2 separate regions of the Triticum aestivum genome follow, and region 1 is linked to region 2. A link is a contact called in public Hi-C data. All regions are on one chromosome and are shown on one strand. Each heading gives the region's core, a stretch centred on a gene start, on an enhancer-like site or on the middle of the called end of the contact. The rest is flanking DNA. Distances are from core to core; before and after follow the strand shown.

The links. A called contact is a pair of places that touch in the nucleus more often than the background predicts.
Region 1: a contact with region 2 is called in a Hi-C map of leaf, with 4 times the contacts expected there. The contact joins the promoter of LOC123138275 here to the promoter of LOC123138274 in region 2. A contact is called at or near these places in 3 of 5 Hi-C or Micro-C datasets (all in leaf) and 1 of 1 datasets of contacts at active chromatin or transcription factors (leaf).

The regions. Positions count from the first base shown.
Region 1 is chr6B:608,069,767-608,073,187 of IWGSC CS RefSeq v2.1, reverse strand. It overlaps LOC123138275 (metalloendoproteinase 3-MMP), which reads right to left and starts at 1,619. Exons shown (of 1, transcript XM_044558217.1): 1 at 412-1,619. The coding sequence starts at 1,619. The coding sequence ends at 588.
Region 2 is chr6B:607,830,321-607,834,125 of IWGSC CS RefSeq v2.1, reverse strand. It overlaps LOC123138274 (chaperone protein dnaJ 16), which reads left to right and starts at 1,697. Exons shown (of 11, transcript XM_044558216.1): 1 at 1,697-2,170; 2 at 2,619-2,742; 3 at 2,816-2,898; 4 at 2,981-3,092; 5 at 3,175-3,279. The coding sequence starts at 2,004.

The DNA of each region.
Region 1 (3,421 bases), core at 370-2,869, 240 kb before region 2:
GGTAGGTATTCTGATGGACGTCAACTGTACTTCTGAATTGCGAAAGGAAGTCATGAGGTTATACTAATGCGTGCATGGACCAAGTGGATGGGCGACCAAACAAACTATTAACAAAGCATAGAATTTTTTCCGGCGATACCTCGAAATTCTCTCTCCCGGATAGGACAGACGCCTGCCGGGATCATGAGTCGCTGTTGCTGATAGCCTGATACGGCACCCAGAGGTCAACCCCGACCAACAGCAGCAACTACCATTTGGCCGGACGGAGTTACAGAAATAGTGTATGCCATTCACGCGACTCGTCATAATCCACTTGTGGCATGATCATTGAACAGTGCCCTGATGCCAACTAAAGAGAGCTCATACTTACTTCACACGCCAGGTAGTTTGACACTGAAATAATAAACCATGTGATCCGTGTAATCTACTGTATTATTCTGTATACTAAAAATCAATGCCAGTTACAGTAGTATGTACAGAAGAATCTACCCAAAAATATCAATGGCCAATCGAACTAGCAATCGGCACAGCCTGCAGAGATGGACGTGGCGTGACCGTCACGGAGGCAGGCAAAAGGACCAGGTAGTCTACAGTGACAGTAGCAGCAGCAGGCCAACCGCCGCAACTACCGCAACGAACCGGCTGCCCGGCCGGGAGCCGGCGCCGGCGCTGCTGTCCATCTCCCGGCTGCTCGTCGACGGCGACGTCGGCGCGACGCCCTTGAAGTTGGGGTTCGTCCCGTACATGCTCTGGATCCCCTGCACGTCGTCCGCCTCTAGGTCCACCTTCCTCGTCCCCGTCCTGATGGTCGGGTACATGATGGCGCCCTGCACCGACGAGTGGCCCAGCCCCAGCAGGTGCCCGATCTCGTGCACCGCCACCGACTCCAGGTCCACCGCGCCCGGGCGGGACGACGCGTCGCCCTGCCCGTCGGCCACCCACGCCTCCGCCGCGTCCAGGTGGAACCGCCCGTCCGTCGGCGAGAAGGCGTGCGCCAGCGTGCCCAGCGGCCCGTCGAACGCCTCGCCGTCGCCGTGCGACCCCGCGTAGAACCCGATGGTGATGTCGGCGTCCGACTCGGTCGCCGTCTCCGTGAACCGCAGCGTGGTGGCGTCGGACCACCGGGCGAAGGCGCGCGCGAACACGGCGCTCAGCGTCGCCCGGTCGATGGACGTCGCCGCGGTCGCTGTGATCGCGTACCTCAGCTCGCGGCGGAACGGCGGCCACATGGGCCCGCCGGGGAAGTACGTGTAGAGGTGCCGCCCGTGCCCCGCCGCGGACGACGCGTTCCGGTCCATGGTGGACGTGCCGTTGATGACGTCCGCCACGCCGCAGCGCGGGGCGACCATCTGGGACACGGTGGACGGGTCCAGGAACCCCGTCGCGTTGAGGCCGAAGTTGCGCTGGTACGTGGCGATGGCCGCCTCCAGGTCGGCGTCGAACGCGTCGCTGAAGGGCGACGAGGACGGCGCCTCCGGGAGGTACCCGAAGTGGCTCAGGTAGTCCTTGAGCCTCGCGAGCCCGTCCCGCTCGTCGCCCATGTGGCAGCCGGAGAGGTTCTGGAACGCCAGCCACGGGTTCGGGAACGGGGGCTCCGCCTCCGGCAAACCGGCCACCGGGAAGGCCGCCACCGGCGAGGCGACGAACACCATCGCCGCCGCCATGGCAGCAACCAACAACAACACAAGGGAAGGAGAACCCGACTTGCCCATTGCTAATCGATGAAGTCTTGAGATGAGATGAACAGACGATCGGGGCAAGAAAACCAGGCTGCTGTCACGTAAGCTTTAAGGCTCGCTCGCTCGCAGCTGGGTCAGCACGGCGGGACGCGGAGATGGCCGAGAGGCGGGAAACGTCCGCCCCGCTTGGGTTCCAACGAAATGTCCGAGTTGGTGTTTTTCGTTCGGTCAAGTATGGATGGATATGTGGCCTTGTGTTCGCCGCATGTTGCTGTCAACCTGTCGAGTGTCGACGTGACAGATGACGGCTCCGGGGTTGGAAGCAGCGCCTTTCGCTCCCGACCCGATCGAGCCTTGACTAGCTATCCCGGAATTGAAGCAGCTTCCATCAGATTGATCTACACGCAAGATATCAAGGATCCGAGGCTGAGGTCATGCTGGCTTTGGATATCATTTTGCGTGGAGATTATCGGATGGAAAAGAAGATCTTTTCTTCCAAACTTGCACCGGCCGCGAAGCAGACGAAACATGCGTCTTTGAATCGGCAACTCGTCAATCAGAAATCAGCAGTGATGCCTTCTAGTTCTAGTTCTAGGTGTGTGCAGGTGGCCTACCTTCCTGCTCTAGGTCACCACAAAGCGGACGACGGTTGAAAGAGAGAGATGGGTGGTGAGTGGGAACGCAGGCGGATCAGGGCGTTCCATAGCCAAATGCTCTGCTGGTGAGTGCTTTATTAGCATGACATGAGCAACTCTTGCACTTTCAAAAAGACTGAATTATTGCAACTTTCTAGTAACAGACTGATTAAGATAAGCCATGTTGTTGTTAAATGAGAAAGGAATGGTTCTGTCCTAGTGTATGCGAAGGTCGTCGTGGATTTTTCTGCGTGAACCGCCGGTCCGTTCTTGGCTTTGAAGCCCGTGATGATGACGGATCTTGAAGGTCGTTTACGCGGTGGGCAGCACACAAATATCCAAGGACGCGTCTAGTGGGCTGCCCACTAGTGCGATCGAGCGGCTGGCCGAAAAAGATAGCCCCTGTCCCCCGCGCAACAGAAAAGGAAGGGGCCACCATCCCGGCCGATCGAGCGGCCACCAGAACAGACCGATTGAGCGTCCATCAACAGAATCACCCCCACGTGGCCAGCTGTCCCCAGCTCGCCCCCACGCCCGCTCGCCCGCTCGCCCCAGCCCCTCCCACACTGCCTTCTTCTTCTTCTGCACGCCAGAAGGAGGGACATCCAACAGAATCGCCCCCAGCCCTTCTTCCTCCTCCTACACAGTCGTCATGGGAGCCCCAAAGTAGAAGAAGGAGCTGCTTCAAAAAAGAAGATCTAAGGGCAGGGTGGTCAAAGCCATACCAAGCAGCAGCATCAAGTAGGTAAGCTCCCTCTGCCCCTCTTCACTTCCCCCTTTCTTCTACTGCATATGTAAACCCCCTTCTCCATGGATCTAGGACAAATCCATGGAGAAACTGCTTCAAAAAAGAGGTGAATCTGGCACATCACACCAGCCTACTTGATGTTACTGCTGGATGTGTTAAACAAGCCAAAAACTACTTGATGCATGCCAAACAAGTTTCTCCCACCTGAATGTGTTAAATAAGCTGCTTCAAAAGTGTTTCCCCCGCCCCTTTTATGTGTTCAACAAGTCAACTAAGACATATTTTCTGGCCAACTAATACGTGATTCTAGCCAAATGAACATGCATGCTTGCCAACTGGATATATGCATCCTGGCCAAC
Region 2 (3,805 bases), core at 448-2,947:
CGCGAGGAAAGCTCGGGATTTGCTTGTCCTTTCTTCTGGAGGTAACCGCTTTTTAGCTATCTTGCATGATGGCATGATCGGATATGCCCTTTGCTTGTAGTGTTGGGCATGGTATCAAGCCAAATGAGCTGCTGCAGTACGCCTGCAAGCAATCCTTTATTTTCCATCTCGTCGTGTCATTGTATATGACTCAAATTTTGAGCTATCATTTATTTCCTTTTTTGCGAAAAAACACCTGAATCTATTTTAGAAAAATCATAACAAGTACAAAGTATCCAAACATAATAAAAATTATATCGAGGTCCTTAGGACCTGTTCGTCAACTCGCTGGCTCCAGGAAATCCTCAAATCCAGCTTCTGTTTTCGATCGCCATCTTCTTCACGAATCGGGATCGAGGGAAAATCGTTCGTCTCGATCACTTCAGCTTCTCGTCGCGCTAGCAGGCCGGCTTGCCTGGGCGGGCTGGAGCCCAGTCGGCTCAACAGGTAGGATCAGTGTGAAACAGGAGGAGAGAGGATGGGCTTGGCCCAGATCGGAGGGAAACATAACGAACCGGTACGTGAGGCACTTCACGGTGGCATCCGATCGTTAATAATGCCAACTCGAGGAATCTAGCTTCTGGGATCGACAAAACTGCGGCTCCAAGTTTTTTGTACGTCGATGCTGCTTCGATCTGGGAAGCCAGCTTCCTGAAGCTGGGCCGTTCGGGCCAGCTTCCCTCGTGGATTCATGGAAGCTGGGAGCTGGCGAGCTACCGAACAGGCCCTTAGACAACTGAACGACCGTTACCGCCGCCTGAACAAGCCGTCGACGCGTTGTTGTCATCGCTTTCCTGTCAGAGCACGTGTCCTTACGGACCAACGTCCTGTAGCCATAATCATCGTCGTTGAACCCTCCCAGATTTGGTCGTCGCACACGCACGATGTAAAACCCTAACCTCACCGCCCCAAAGAGACGAAAGAAATCCGCGTCGGAGCTCTGTCGATTCCATCCAGACGGACGAAGTCATGAAGGATCGGATCCTGGAAGACCAACTCGGACAAGAAGCGTCGCCATCCGCCAGAATGCTGCCCTGTGAGGACTAACCTAAACTACTAACCACCGAGGCACCAGAATTCTGCTCCCCGTCACCGGACGCCGAAGCGACAATCAAAAGGAAGGCGAATCCACGGGCTCACCGGTGTTGCTTAGATGGGAGGTGTACACCCTAGATGTGGCATAGGAAAAAAGAACGCTCCGTGCAATTTAATCAAACTTAAATTTCCCAAGGTTTATAATAATTTTCTTTTAGGCTGTTTTTGGATGTGATGTTTCCCAAGGTATCCGATACTTTTCCTCGGGGGTGAATGAAAGTGAAAAGTCAAACGATTTAATGTTTTTCGAAAGTCTGCATCAGCTGATCTGATGCATGAGCTCACACGGGTCACCGGACGCACAACCGCACCGGTCACAAACAGACCCTGCACCTTTGGGGTGCCTAACCCCGTCACTTACACGTGTGCCCCACCGTGCGCGGGCCCGTCGAGCCATTCAAATCGGCTCCGCGGGACTCGGCAACGGCTGGACCCGGAGCGCGACCGAAGACCGGGACACGACAACCCGGCCGGCAAGGCCCCGGTCCGACGAGGCAAGGCGGCCCACTGCCCGACGGGCCCCGCATGCCGGCCCCTAAATAATTCGTCCTCGCCCCTCCCTATCGCCTCTCCCTCCTCGCCCTCGCTTCGTCGCCATCCCTTCTCCGCTCCTCGACTCGCCACCGTCCCAAATTAGCAGCTGCTGAAGCTGGCCAGCCCCCGCCGCCGGCGAAATCCCTAGGGCCTAAACCTCCGGCGCTCTATCCTGCCGCCGTCGCCGCAGCCGAAGGCCGCGGCTGGTGGTCGGCGCGCGCGCTCCTCGCCGCCGCCGCCGCCGCCGCTGCTGTAAGATCTGAGCGAGCTGCTGCTGCTGCCGTGTGGGTCCGGGGTTAGGGTTTCCCTGCTCGTAGGGTGTGGAGTCGGCGTCTATGGCGGGCCGCAAATTTGGGTCGTTCAAGTCGGAGAACAAGGGGGACTCGGCCGCGTCGGCGGCCGGCGCCGCGGCGCAGAGGAGGGACCCGTACGAGGTGCTGGGGGTGGGGCGCAATGCCACGGAGCAGGAGATCAAGAGCGCCTTCCGCCGCATGGCCCTCAAGTAAGTCAAGCTCGAGGATTTGGCCTCGCGCTCTTGTTGCGCTCCTCACGAGTCAGCCAGCTAGCCAGGATGATACTAACTGCTAAAATTTCTACCGAGTGTAGCGTATTTCATGTAAATTTTTCTCCTGCTATGGGAACATTAGCTAATTTTTGATAATTTTGCCGCTTTGCGCAACGACAGACACACAACTTCGTGGGACCTTTTTTAATCGCTTGTTAAGACCAGACCAGGATGTCTTTATAATTCAGTAGCTCTCAGCTAGCTTGTTGAGTAGTACTCCCTCCGTTCGGAATTACTTGTCTCGAAAATGGATGTATCTAGAACTAAAATACGTCTAGATACATCCATTTCTGCGACAAGTAATTCCGAACGGAGGGAGTAATAGTTTGACGAAGGGCAATAATGCAGCGGCTTGAGTAATTTTCTGTTAATGCTTGCCCTGAAGGTACCATCCAGATAAGAATGCAGACGACCCCGTTGCCTCTGAGAAGTTCCAAGAAGCCACATTCTCTTACAACATCCTCTCAGATCCTGATAAAAGGCGGCAGTATGATTCCTCTGGATTCGAGGTGATATATGGCTTGATTTGAGTAGTTTGTGTTGCTTGTTTCTCATGTGACTAATGCTTCTGTTGCCATGCAGGCCATCGAAGCAGATAGTCACGAACTAGAGCTGGACCTATCAAGTCTCAACACTGTAAATACAATGTTTGCTGCTCTGTTTAGGTGACTTGTTCAGGATACGCTGTTTTATTCTCTAATATTTGTCTGGTTATGGGGTTATGTAGTGATAGTTGTGTTTGTGCAGCAAGCTAGGAGTACCAATCAAAACCACAGTTTCGGCAACAGTTTTAGAGGAGGCATTGAATGGCTCGGTGGAGATTGCTCAGCTTCATCTGGGCAAATCCATATGCAGGAAGGTTGGCAACTACCCGCCTTCGTTTCATCTCCATGCATTATTTTTGTCGAGTGAGTAATATTTTGGATTGAACACATTGGCAGGTGGAAAAACAATCAGCTCATTTTTATTCAGTGGACATAACGGAAGAAGAAGCCAAATTGGGGTTAGTGTGTAGAGTTTGTTCGACTGCTAAAAGTAAATTCAAGGTTAGTTGCAAACTCGTCGTTAGCATCTATCTGACATGTTCATTTGATAACTTAACTACTCCATTACATTACTTTGGTTGAGAAGCTTCGCCATCTGTTACTTGTATTGTTGCACTTGGATAAGTAAACTAGCTTATCTGTTCTTTTCTGGTTAACTTTTGCACTCTGAGTGTTAAGAAATTTGTGGTGATATACTGATATGCACTGGCAGAGCCACACCAAGGCCAAAAGGCCCATGGCCCGCCCAGGGTTAAAGCAAAAAATGTTTTACATGAAGTCCAGCCTACAATAATGTACTGATTTTAATATGGTAGCACAGTTTGTACTATCTGGCCCGCCCAGTTTTTTCGTGGTAGCTCCGCCTGCTGATATGTGCACCATCTCAACAAGACATATAACTGGTCGTTTCTCTTGAGATTATCATGGCATTGAATAATCACATTTAAAATAATCAAGTACACAGTACATAGTATTTTGTATTATTGCACTGTAAGTTTGGCAAATTTTCAGGTTTCCTCCCATGAAC